3 separate regions of the Mus musculus genome follow, and regions 1 and 3 are each linked to region 2. The links are chromatin contacts, called in public HiChIP or PLAC-seq and capture Hi-C maps. All regions are on one chromosome and are shown on one strand. The core of a region is the stretch at or near the end of the contact, and the rest is flanking DNA. Distances in the headings are between cores, read along the strand shown.

What was found. HiChIP or PLAC-seq counts read pairs in DNA pulled down with a chosen protein or histone mark. Capture Hi-C pulls out chosen DNA fragments and counts their contacts.
Region 1: an H3K27ac HiChIP or PLAC-seq map of double positive thymocytes shows a contact between it and region 2, with 19 times the contacts expected there. The contact joins the promoter of Olfr1368 here to the promoter of H1f4 in region 2. A contact is called at or near these places in 1 of 39 promoter capture datasets (liver) and 1 of 115 datasets of contacts at active chromatin or transcription factors (double positive thymocytes).
Region 3: a contact with region 2 is called in a capture Hi-C map of macrophages, with 2.8 times the contacts expected there. The contact joins the promoter of Zkscan4 here to the promoter of H1f4 in region 2. A contact is called at or near these places in 1 of 39 promoter capture datasets (erythroid cells), 1 of 115 datasets of contacts at active chromatin or transcription factors (astrocytes) and 1 of 9 other capture datasets (macrophages).

What each region holds. Positions count from the first base shown.
Region 1 is chr13:21,141,641-21,145,090 of GRCm38.p6, reverse strand. It overlaps Olfr1368 (olfactory receptor 1368), which reads left to right and starts at 2,036. Exons shown (of 1, transcript NM_146534.1): 1 at 2,036-2,980. The coding sequence starts at 2,036. The coding sequence ends at 2,980.
Region 2 is chr13:23,620,967-23,624,736 of GRCm38.p6, reverse strand. H1f4 (H1.4 linker histone, cluster member) reads left to right here and starts at 2,179. Exons shown (of 1, transcript NM_015787.4): 1 at 2,179-2,960. The coding sequence starts at 2,240. The coding sequence ends at 2,899. H2bc6 (H2B clustered histone 6) reads left to right here and starts at 3,643. Exons shown (of 2, transcript NM_001177653.1): 1 at 3,643-3,770.
Region 3 is chr13:21,477,374-21,480,925 of GRCm38.p6, reverse strand. It overlaps Zkscan4 (zinc finger with KRAB and SCAN domains 4), which reads right to left and starts at 2,077. Exons shown (of 3, transcript NM_001039115.2): 1 at 1,417-2,077. The coding sequence starts at 1,833. Gm40828 (a long non-coding RNA gene) reads left to right here and starts at 2,101. Exons shown (of 2, transcript XR_873159.3): 1 at 2,101-2,323; 2 at 2,703-3,309.

The DNA of each region.
Region 1 (3,450 bases), core at 787-3,286, 2.5 Mb after region 2:
CAGCATACCTCTTGATTTACTCGTAATAAATAAATGATCCACTTAACTTTAAGTATAAGACAATTTCAAAATTATACATAACAAATTGTGCCCAGATATGCTTGGTTTATTTAGCTTAAAAAATTATTGAACTTAGTAAATGAAACAATATGCCTTTTAACTGCTGAGCCATTTCGTTGGACCTCCATTTTTTTGATAAGCTCCAACAGACACTTGTATTTACATGCTTAACCTAATAAAATGAAAAGCAAGGTCCATCAAGCAGTAAACATCACAGTAGTGGATGGTTTGGGAAGAGTTATAAAGAGTGAGATGCAGCGAAGGCTTCTGGGGTGGTTGTACTGTTTTTTGACTTTGCCCTAGTTACTAGACCATTTATCCACTCAGCATCTTCCTTGTTTCATTATTGCATCTGTTTTACTTAGTAATAATGCCATTTTAGATGAGAAGCTATTGTGAATAGACCTACTGGTGTTACTTTAGGAATTAAAAGAAAGTGCCTAGATGTCCCCAAACGGAGAGTTTGTGTTTAGTCTAAGTGTGAGGCACCCCTTAAAGGGAAAGCTGATTTCCCTTTCACTGAGTGTGCACAATGGGAGCTGTTGAATGCTCTCTGGAAAGAACATCTATGCCGCAGAAGGCTAAAGTCAGAACTTCTGAGGTCTGTTTCCACTTTAGAAATCACGGCTTTTAAGTTCTGAACATTCTCAGCTTTAAGAAATCCAATGACCCTAGGTAATTTGTAAATGCAGCATTTTGGGAGATGAAGTCTTACCCTGCCCCAAGGTTTCTCTGCACAGCATATGTATTGTACTATCCTTGTATGTTGCACATAGAAGTGCATTTGTACATTTTAGAAGCCAGGTTAAAAAATCAAGACATTTTAGTTTAACTTTAAACCCATCATGTAAAACTAGTAACAAAAAGTGAAGGGGTCAGGGAGAATAATGCTTGTTTGAAGTGTGGATAGTCCGTCCTTTTAAAATTTAATATAAACTCAAGTTTTAGAACTTTCATGAGTTTTAATAACCTACGACCAAAGAAGGGAATACAATTATGTTCTCTACGCATATGAAAAGCCATCCATGATTGCTGAATTTGATAAGGACAGTCACCACACTGCTTATCCTATAAAATATCTCTTGCTAATCATCTGCCTGGCTACTTCTGCAGAGTGGTTGAGTGAACAGAAGCTGACATGGCTGTTGTGTCTGTGATGTGTAAAAGATTCTAGAACTAGTTCAATATTTAACCCTGAAATAAATCCATAAAGTCAAGCAGAATGTGTAGCACAGTACTTTAAAGGTATTAAAATGAGACAAACACATAAAGGCTAATACTTAGAAAGGTTATTACTTCTTGATAAAGACATATCAATGGTAATCACAAAAAAGGGTAGTTGTGAACACCAAATCTGATACAGAAAGCACAATGCCCATGATGATGAATAGGGAAAAACTCAGAAGAGAAGGACGAGGAGGAGGTGGTGTGATTATTATAATTATAATGGTTGGAATGTAGGCATCTGTAAAAGAATGTAAAAAAAAGTGATTCTGTTGTCAAGTGGTGGAGCATATAAAAATTAAAAATTTTGCTTGAAGCTCAGTTCCTTTAATAAAGGAAAGATTAATCACAATCAAGTGATAAATACCATACTATATATATATAGTATATATTATATTACTGCATATTATATATACATACACATGTATAGTATGTAATATCACTTTTGTAATTATTATTCCTTAACACAAAATCAAAACACACAGAACCATGAGTGAGATGATACTGCATATTCATAGTTTTCAGTGTTCCTAATGCACAGGAACTGGGTTCAGCACATTGTAGAATCACTTGGCTACAAGTAACTATGGAGAAGCTCTGGTCACTGACAAATATTTTAAAAATGCTTTAATAAGAAGACACATGCAGATGCATGGATTTTAGATATTCATGACAAAATACAGAGACTTTCCATTCCATACCAAAAATTTTGATTATTATAATACTGCTTTCTAGCCTTTCCTAAGGAGCAATGGAAATAAACAACAAAAGCTCTGAGACAGACTTCATCCTTCTGGGATTTTCCAGTCGACCCCAACTGGAGCACATCATCTCTGCAGTTGTCTTTGTCTTCTATATTGTGACTCTGGTAGGAAACACAACCATTATTCTAGTGTCCTATCTGGACTCTCAGCTCCATACTCCCATGTATTTCTTCTTATCTAATTTGTCTTTCGTGGACCTCTGTTATACTACTAGCATTGTCCCACAGATGCTGGTAAATCTATGGGGCCCAAAGAAGTCTATTACATACGGAGGGTGTGTACTCCAGTTCTTCTTTGCCCTGGACCTGGGAGCCACAGAATGTCTCCTCTTGGCTGTGATGGCCTATGACCGCTATGCTGCTGTCTGTCAACCTCTTCACTACACAGTAATAATGCACCCTGTGCTTTGCCAGAAGATGGTGCTGTCGGCCTGGTTGGGTGGTCTCGGCAGTGCGTTAATTCTTTGTTCCTTGACTTTGAAGTTGCCAAGGTGTGGGCACCGGGAAGTGGATAATTTTTTCTGCGAAATGCCTGCATTGATCAAGATGGCTTGTGTTTACTCCAGAGTGATTGAGATCGTTGTGTTTACTCTTGGAGTCATATTTCTTCTAGTACCTCTATCTCTAATCCTCATCTCCTATGCAGTTATCACTCAAGCTGTGATGAAGATCAAGTCAGCGACAAGGTGGAGAAAGGTCCTCAATACATGTGGCTCCCACCTCACAGTTGTAACACTGTTTTACGGAACACTCATTTACATGTATATGAAACCACAGAACACCATATCTCATGAGGAAGGACAATTTTTTACCCTTTTTTACACCATTGTCACCCCCAGCCTTAACCCTTTGATCTATACCTTAAGAAATAAAGATGTAAAGAATGCAGTGAAGAGAATTCTAGGAATGGACAAGCATTCTGGCAAAGTGTGAGGTCAATGGAAAAAATATTCCTCCAGAATGTGGAAATATATCTTGGCCCTTGTCATAGTGGCAGATCAGTTCATTCAGGACCATTTCCCTGGCATCATCTGTACCTAGAATTTTCTCAGGCACAATGTTGACTTTCACTATGTTTAACTTCACAGCTGTGGATGCAATGCAGTCAGTTGCTTCATGTTCTGACTGGGATGCAGTGGATGTGTTGAAACTGGAGCCAAAATAAACCCTTCTTTCTTTAAGCTGTGTTGCCAGGTGTTTTATCAGATCAATGAGAAAAACAATTATGGAGAGGAAGGAGGGAAGTGGGAACAAGGAGTAGCAGGAGGGAGTAGCTATCAACTATTATATTAAAGATTTTAACCCTTTTATATGAGTTTAAGTGGATCTAGTGGCCACATGAAAACAATGAATCATGTTTTATGTTCCTGTGTGTTAAGGGAGCTATCTAAAGAAAGCACAAA
Region 2 (3,770 bases), core at 930-3,429:
TTTAGACATATGGAGATTCACTAGTCAGAATCATCTGTAGAAGAGTTTGTAATTTGTAGTTAAAATACAAGAATGAAGATTCACATATACATGTGTAATTTTGCTATTGCTTACTTGCCTAGCAGATTAATGTAAAATAATAAAGTTTTTTTTATATTGTTCCTATCTCATTATTTAAAAAAAAAAAAAGTACCTGATTTAATGATAGGCAAGGTTCATTGCCTTCTCTGCCAAGCAAGCAGTTTAAGGGGAAAGCATAGAGGACTCGAATTGTCTCGAAATTCAGGGAGTTTAATCCCTGCCCCCATCTTGAACTCAATGAGAAACAAGAAACCAAAAAAAAGATATTGGAGAGCAAATACTAATGTGTTCTACCATTTGCAGGAAGTTTTTTTTTTTTTGTTATTAACAAAAAGGGGTTAAATCCCCACTTTTCAATATCAAACACCCATACAGTTTCTCTGCTCTGGCTCAGAGTTTTAATGAATACCAAAGTTTGCATTTGTTAATACATGAAGGTGAAAATATACATTATAGCATAGAAATACTGATAATATGAATCACTTTTATATAAAATTCATCATTAAAGATAATACCACAAGATCTTAAAAATGCCTCATGGACACTGTGTTGAACTGCTGAGTTCCTCTGTTTGCATTGCTTTTGTGTGTGGAGGTTTAGGATAGTAGAATTGATAATGTGATGTTAGAGACAATTGTATCACAAAACAAAAGCCATCACATTATACTATTGTATAACATAACATTGTATCTTACACTATTGTAAACATTGTATCTTATACTATTGTATAATATACTATTTTATAATATAACAATGTATCTTGTCTCTGTAGTGGGAGTCTTGTAATTTCTGAATATAATTCCAACCAAACATCCCAGAAATAATTACTGACACTGGATTATCATTGATCTCCTAGTCGTTACCTTGGTTGAACAGCTACATAAATAAAACAACCCATTTAACACCTTCAAGGCATGTCTTTGAATCTGTTTGAATGTCTTCTCAAATATGATTCTAAGATTAAATCTTAACCCCTCATTTACCCTGAGGAGATCCACGAAACATTATTCCCATGTTTCCATAAGGAGTAGCCATATATGGAGAACAGCTGTTCAGTAACGGGGCTAGGATTCTGTAACGAAGGCAGTAGAGATGTTCTGAGCTATATTTCTCATGTGTGTTTCTCTTGATCAATGGCTCAGTTATCTAGTTTTAATATACCACATTACAATTTAGTCCTAAAACATGTCAGAAGAACTATGCAAGACCCAAGAGAAATTCCTCAAAGTAAATCCCACCTTCATTTCCAAAGACGTTGAAAACAGCATTTATATGTTTCTTGGAAATTAGTCATTTTTATGTCTGCACCATAAGTATGTTTTGTACTCTCCCCCGACCCCAGTACTCTGAATTTGAGGTACCTCAACCCAAAGGAGTAGTTTGTCCAGAGAAATAGAAAAGCAACAGCCCCGCCCCCAACCCATGGGAACAGAAAGAAAAGAATTATACTAAGAAATTATTTTAAAACTTAGGAGAAGCGGCAGAAATAAAACCATAGATATATAGACTCATGGCCTATGAGAGAAGAATTTAACTCAAAATGGTAAATAATCTGTTAAGCATTGAACTAAACCAGTTTGATGAACTCAAATGCCCTCTGCTCAATAGGCAGGACTCTCGGAGGAGCCTGTGTTACTTCCTTCACTTAAGTGCAGATTTGTAATAAAAATCATAATGCCAAAGGCAAGGTTTTGGGCTACACAAGAAGCTAACCACTTGGAGAATCGTCTTTGATGGGTCAGAAAACTGTACAGTCCAAGATCAGTTTATAATTTACGAAGAAAATAGAAAGTTTTGTTTCTCTGAGTTGAAATTTGCTGAACACCGCAGGAAATATTGCAAGTTTTTGGCAGAAGGCTTAATGCTTTGCTCACTTTTTGAGATGTGCATGAAGCCCGAGACTTCGGGGAACATTATTTTTTAAAAATCGGGCAATTCGATGTAGGGAATTTTGACATTTTTGGCTTTTTTTGAGGTGTAACAAACACAACTCCGCATCTGAGAGGACACTCCGCGGCTGCCAGCGAGGCGGGCTGGACAGCGCACCAATCACGGCGCAGCTCCGCCCTATATAAACGGGCGGGCGCAGCGCCGCGGCCCGAGTCCTGGCCAGTCCCTCTGCTTCCGGCTCGAGTTCTCTCTCCTCACACGCTTCGCCATGTCCGAGACCGCGCCTGCTGCGCCCGCCGCACCGGCCCCCGCCGAGAAGACACCCGTCAAGAAGAAGGCCCGCAAGGCCGCAGGTGGCGCGAAGCGCAAAACCTCCGGACCCCCGGTGTCCGAACTCATCACCAAGGCTGTGGCCGCCTCCAAGGAGCGCAGCGGCGTGTCCCTGGCTGCGCTCAAGAAGGCGCTGGCGGCCGCGGGGTACGATGTGGAGAAGAACAACAGCCGCATCAAGCTCGGCCTGAAGAGCCTGGTGAGCAAGGGTACCCTGGTGCAGACCAAGGGCACCGGCGCCTCCGGCTCCTTCAAACTCAACAAGAAGGCGGCTTCCGGTGAGGCTAAGCCCAAAGCAAAAAGGGCAGGCGCGGCCAAGGCGAAGAAGCCTGCGGGCGCAGCCAAGAAGCCCAAGAAGGCTGCGGGGACAGCCACCGCCAAGAAGAGCACCAAGAAGACTCCAAAGAAAGCGAAGAAGCCAGCTGCAGCTGCAGGAGCCAAAAAAGCTAAGAGCCCGAAGAAGGCAAAGGCAACTAAGGCTAAGAAGGCGCCCAAGAGCCCTGCCAAGGCGAAAACGGTAAAGCCTAAAGCGGCCAAACCAAAAACCTCCAAGCCTAAGGCAGCTAAGCCAAAGAAAACCGCAGCCAAGAAAAAGTAAATTTTCTTTGGCCAACTGCTTAGAAGCCCAACAACCCAAAGGCTCTTTTCAGAGCCACCCACAACTCTCAGTAAAAGAGCTGTTGCACATTCACAGGGGGTGTGGTTAGGGTGGGAACAAACCTTAGTGGGCTGAGCTTAGCAGAGGAGGCTGGGGATATGTGGGTGTGCGCAATGGTGTTAACTCTAGCTTAGCTATCTGAAGGTCTGTACATAATCTCCTGTATGTGTGGTGGTGGTGGGTAAGTTCATATCCCACAAGTGACCCTTAGAGACCATGGGAATGAAGTAGTTTACTCCCGGCTGCCACGTCGATAACTTTTAAGGGAGATAGCAGAATGATTTAGAGATAGAATCTTAAGCATTGAGCGATTCAGTGCGTAAAGAGCAGGATCGATGTCCTGACAACCCCACCCGCATCTCATCTCAGTTCTGACTGCTGAAATCAAGCATACAAACCCAACTAGAGTACTTTTTTTTCTGTGTTCCCCCATGTTTGATAGCGATCGTGCTTAAATAGGTTAGCTATAGCAGATTTGTGCAGTTTAATTCGTACGTCCCGATTGGTGAAAGCGAAGTGACAAGACAGCCAATGAGACAGTAGACCTTCAAGTGTCGTTTACGTTCCTGTTCGTGACGAAACACTAAAACTAACCCAATCCTGAAAGAAATCTTATTAACCTCATTTGAATACTGCGTAATGTAAATGAATGTGGTGTTAACTGGTGACGGAGTAGGTATTTTACCAAATGTTTAGTGTGCCCAAGGGAGGGAGTTAAATTTTACACAATCCCTGAGCTGGCGAAGTCCGAGCCTGCCCCACAGAAGGATTCTTAGAAGCTGCCATCAACAAACAGAAGGACAAGGAGCGC
Region 3 (3,552 bases), core at 828-3,327, 2.1 Mb after region 2:
CTAAAAACAATAAGCATACTAATTTCCACCCAATGGGGTTTTTAAGAAACTAACAAATTCAATTGCAGTATGTGAAGCCAAGTAACAGAGAACAGACAGGCAGTGCAGCCTCCTGAAAGTCGTTTCCTGGCAGACATTGATAGCAAACGGATGCTCAGAGTTTCCTACATCCTTTTCAGAGAATAAAGTTCTAAGACTTGAATTGACTTCCCACTGTTACAGAGCTCAGGACAACAACTCCAAGTCTGGAACCTTGGTCTCCTGGCCACAAGGGGTTGCAGAAAAGAAATCCCCTAAAACAGGCCAGAGTGTGTTTATACATGTTCGTGTCGCCCTCAACCATAGCCAGAGATGATTTTCTATGCAGTCAGTGGCAGTTAATTCAGAGATTCATAACTGGCCCAAGAGCTGAGAATAAGTGACTATCCAGTGTTCATCCTCAAACAGGACATCGACATCAACCCCTGACTCCCAGGGCTCAGTGAGCCTCGTGGAAGACAGGACAGAAAAATCGTAAGAATTGGGGAATGGCGACGTGTAATTCAAAAAGCTACCTTTTGGGAAAGACATGGGTACTGACCCATAAACTCACTGACAGTATGGTTACTGCACAGGATCAAAACAACACGATCAGCCAATGGGACAGCAAGTGGCACTCATGGAACTTGGTAGTTTACAAAGGGGGAGTTGTATGAAGGGGAGAAGGGGATATGTGGTGGCTGGAGGAAATTGAAGCCGAGTTGTTGGTGAATATGATGGAGACGGAGTGTTGATGTGTATGAAATTTCGAAAAAGGTTTTGTTTTGTTTTGTTTTGCTTTAGGTCAGAAGATAGAGGTAAAAAACACCCTGTTTTCTACCAAACTCTTAAACAAGGTATACAAGAATTTGGCTAGAAAAAAACTCTTAGATTCTAGGCTCTAAGAAAACTGTGGAATTCCTCTCCACTGTCAAAGGAAGAACTACATTTGTGTGTGTGTGTGTGTGTGTGTGTGTGTGTGTGTGTGTGTGTGTGTGTGTGTGTGAGAGGCATAAGCATCATATGACTGCCAGCAAGCCACGGCAGATGTTGTTTCACGTGACAAGCCAATAAAACACCTACAAAGTCATTTGTGCCTATTCCACTGCTCAAACCTGTCCTCGTGTCTTACTCACCACACAACAAGAAGTACATATGTAACCTTTCAGCACTCTGCTCGGCACATTCTACCCCAGCCTCACTAGGAACGAGTTCTTCCACAATCCTTTTATTTTCCTTTATGCGATTAACTATCCTGAGGGGCCCAGGTCAGTTCGCTGGTTGCCTCAGGTTTCCAGCATAGACAGACTTTGCGGGCTCTAAGCAATGCCTTCCTTGGATCTTGCTTGGTTTCTGAAAGGCACAGGACATGGGTCTAACTAAACCTGTTCCTTCTACCTGTGGAGGTGTGTCATCCAGCTGCCTGTCCAAGTACTCCAGCAGCGCCACCACCTCCTCCCCGCTGTCGGGGTGCTGCTCGCGCACCCAGGTCTGCAGCTCCCCTGGCAGGATGGTCAGGAACTGCTCCAGCACCAGCAGCTCCAGGATCTGCTCCTTGCTGTGCATGTCTGGCCGCAGCCACTGTCTGCAGAGCTCGCGGAGCCGGCTCAGCGCCTGCCGGGGTCCGGCTGCCTCTGGGTAGCGGAAAGCACGGAAGCGCTGGCGGGAGCGGTCAGGCCCAGGACTGCCCAGCCAACTGGTCTCCTCTGCCAAGGGGGAGGCCTCTTCCTGTTCCACTTTCACCACTAGAAGCCCAGTGCCCTCTTCTGCAGACCGAGCGTTTAGGGCTGCGGACGTTCCGGGTTCTCTAGCCATTCTGTGCCAACTCCAGGCTCCTCTAGCTACAAGCTGTATCTGCAGAAGATTCTCGCAAGATGGGAATTCAGACTAGATCTATCTCCTCCCTCCCCTCGTGCTCTGGGTCACCAAAGGCACAGCTGCAGAGGTGTCACCTACAATCCTAGTCTTCTGCACTCCACCCTAAACCCACAATATTCTCAAGGGATGCTCGGGGCAAATAAACTACATCCAGACTCTGGTGGAAGCATTGTGGGAACCCAAGCCACTTCCGGCGCCCTCTAGGATGCGCTTCTCTGTGGTTCTTTCCAAATTAACCCATTATTGTTGGGGAAAGGATTGTAGACTATGGGTAACACAGGAGTATATGTTTAAGCAGAGGAAGTAAGTTATCCGGGACCCTTGGTTCTTTCTGATCTAAAGCTTGCCTTCATAATTGTTACAGTGCTGACTCGAAAATTCAGCTGGCAAGTAGACTTTGCAGAATGGGGAATGCAGGTGGGAAAAGGTAAGAAATTTGGTATGTCTTAGAAACCGTGAAAGAAGCAGGACACTCACTTGTCTGAAGGGGCCTGTCTGTCCCTGGTCCTGTCCTCTTCCTGCTGCTCCCTTTCCTCCCACTCCAGGCCAAACTACTTGAGAGAAGAATCCTCCAGACACGGACTCAAGATCCTACTTCCCACCACTTCTTAAGACACTATAGGCAGTAAAGAGCCAGTATAGTCTACTATGGCACCTATCCAAATAACTAGAGATTTCCAGCTCTTCAGCAAAAAAGTTTGTGCATTACAAGCATCCAAACTCCCTCTATGCACTTCCAGAAACTTTCTAGTCCCCAACCCCATGGACATCCCATTCCAACTTCATTTCTTCCTGTTTCTCTACAGCCTGGCTGACACACTAACACAAAGGTTAGATGCAAGCACTCCCAAACCTGAGAAAGGTGAACTGTCATCAACTAAAAGAAACTCAATAGACCGATCTGCCAGGTGCCGTGACAAACTTTACTTCGGCCATGACTAGAACCAAACAACTGTTGTGATGGGTGAGGTGGTGCAAGCTTCCTCCATCTGATATTCTTGCTGAGGCTGTTTCGAGGTTTAACTGGAATCTGATCTTCCTGTAGAATCCCATGGAAAACTACCCAGTGCTATTCTAGGAACGGATGATCAGAATGCCCTAGCTAAATTACCTAAGCTTTGTTGAAATTGCTTATTTGTTCAGGAAACCCCTCCAGCTAAGCCTTTATCTTAGCTGCCTATTTGTGTGGAATCTCTTTGCGGCTGTCTAACTGCTTGTCTTAAATTCTTTTAAAACTGCTTGCTTTGAACTGCTTGTCCTGTGGTCTCCACTACAGCTACCGAGGGAGATGCCTTGATGAAGTCTCTGCACTCAAAAATCCCATGCTCTGGACACTGGGGGCCACATCCAGATGCACCCCCAAAACTTGGATGTGGTCCCAGCTGGCTGGAATAAAGACTTTGATTGTATATACACTGTGTCTCAGTTATCATCTCTGGTAAGCTTCCCATAACACTGTAAAAAGATACAGCTAAGACATTGGGGAAAACTAGAACTCAGGAATACTAAGCAATTATTGGAAACTTAACTGTTAGAATGGTACTATGGTTTTTATAAGATTTATTTTTATTTATGTGTTTGTGTGAATACCATATGTGTGCTAGTGCTTGCAGAAACCAGACAAGGACGTCAGGTCCCCTGGACCTGGGGCTGCAG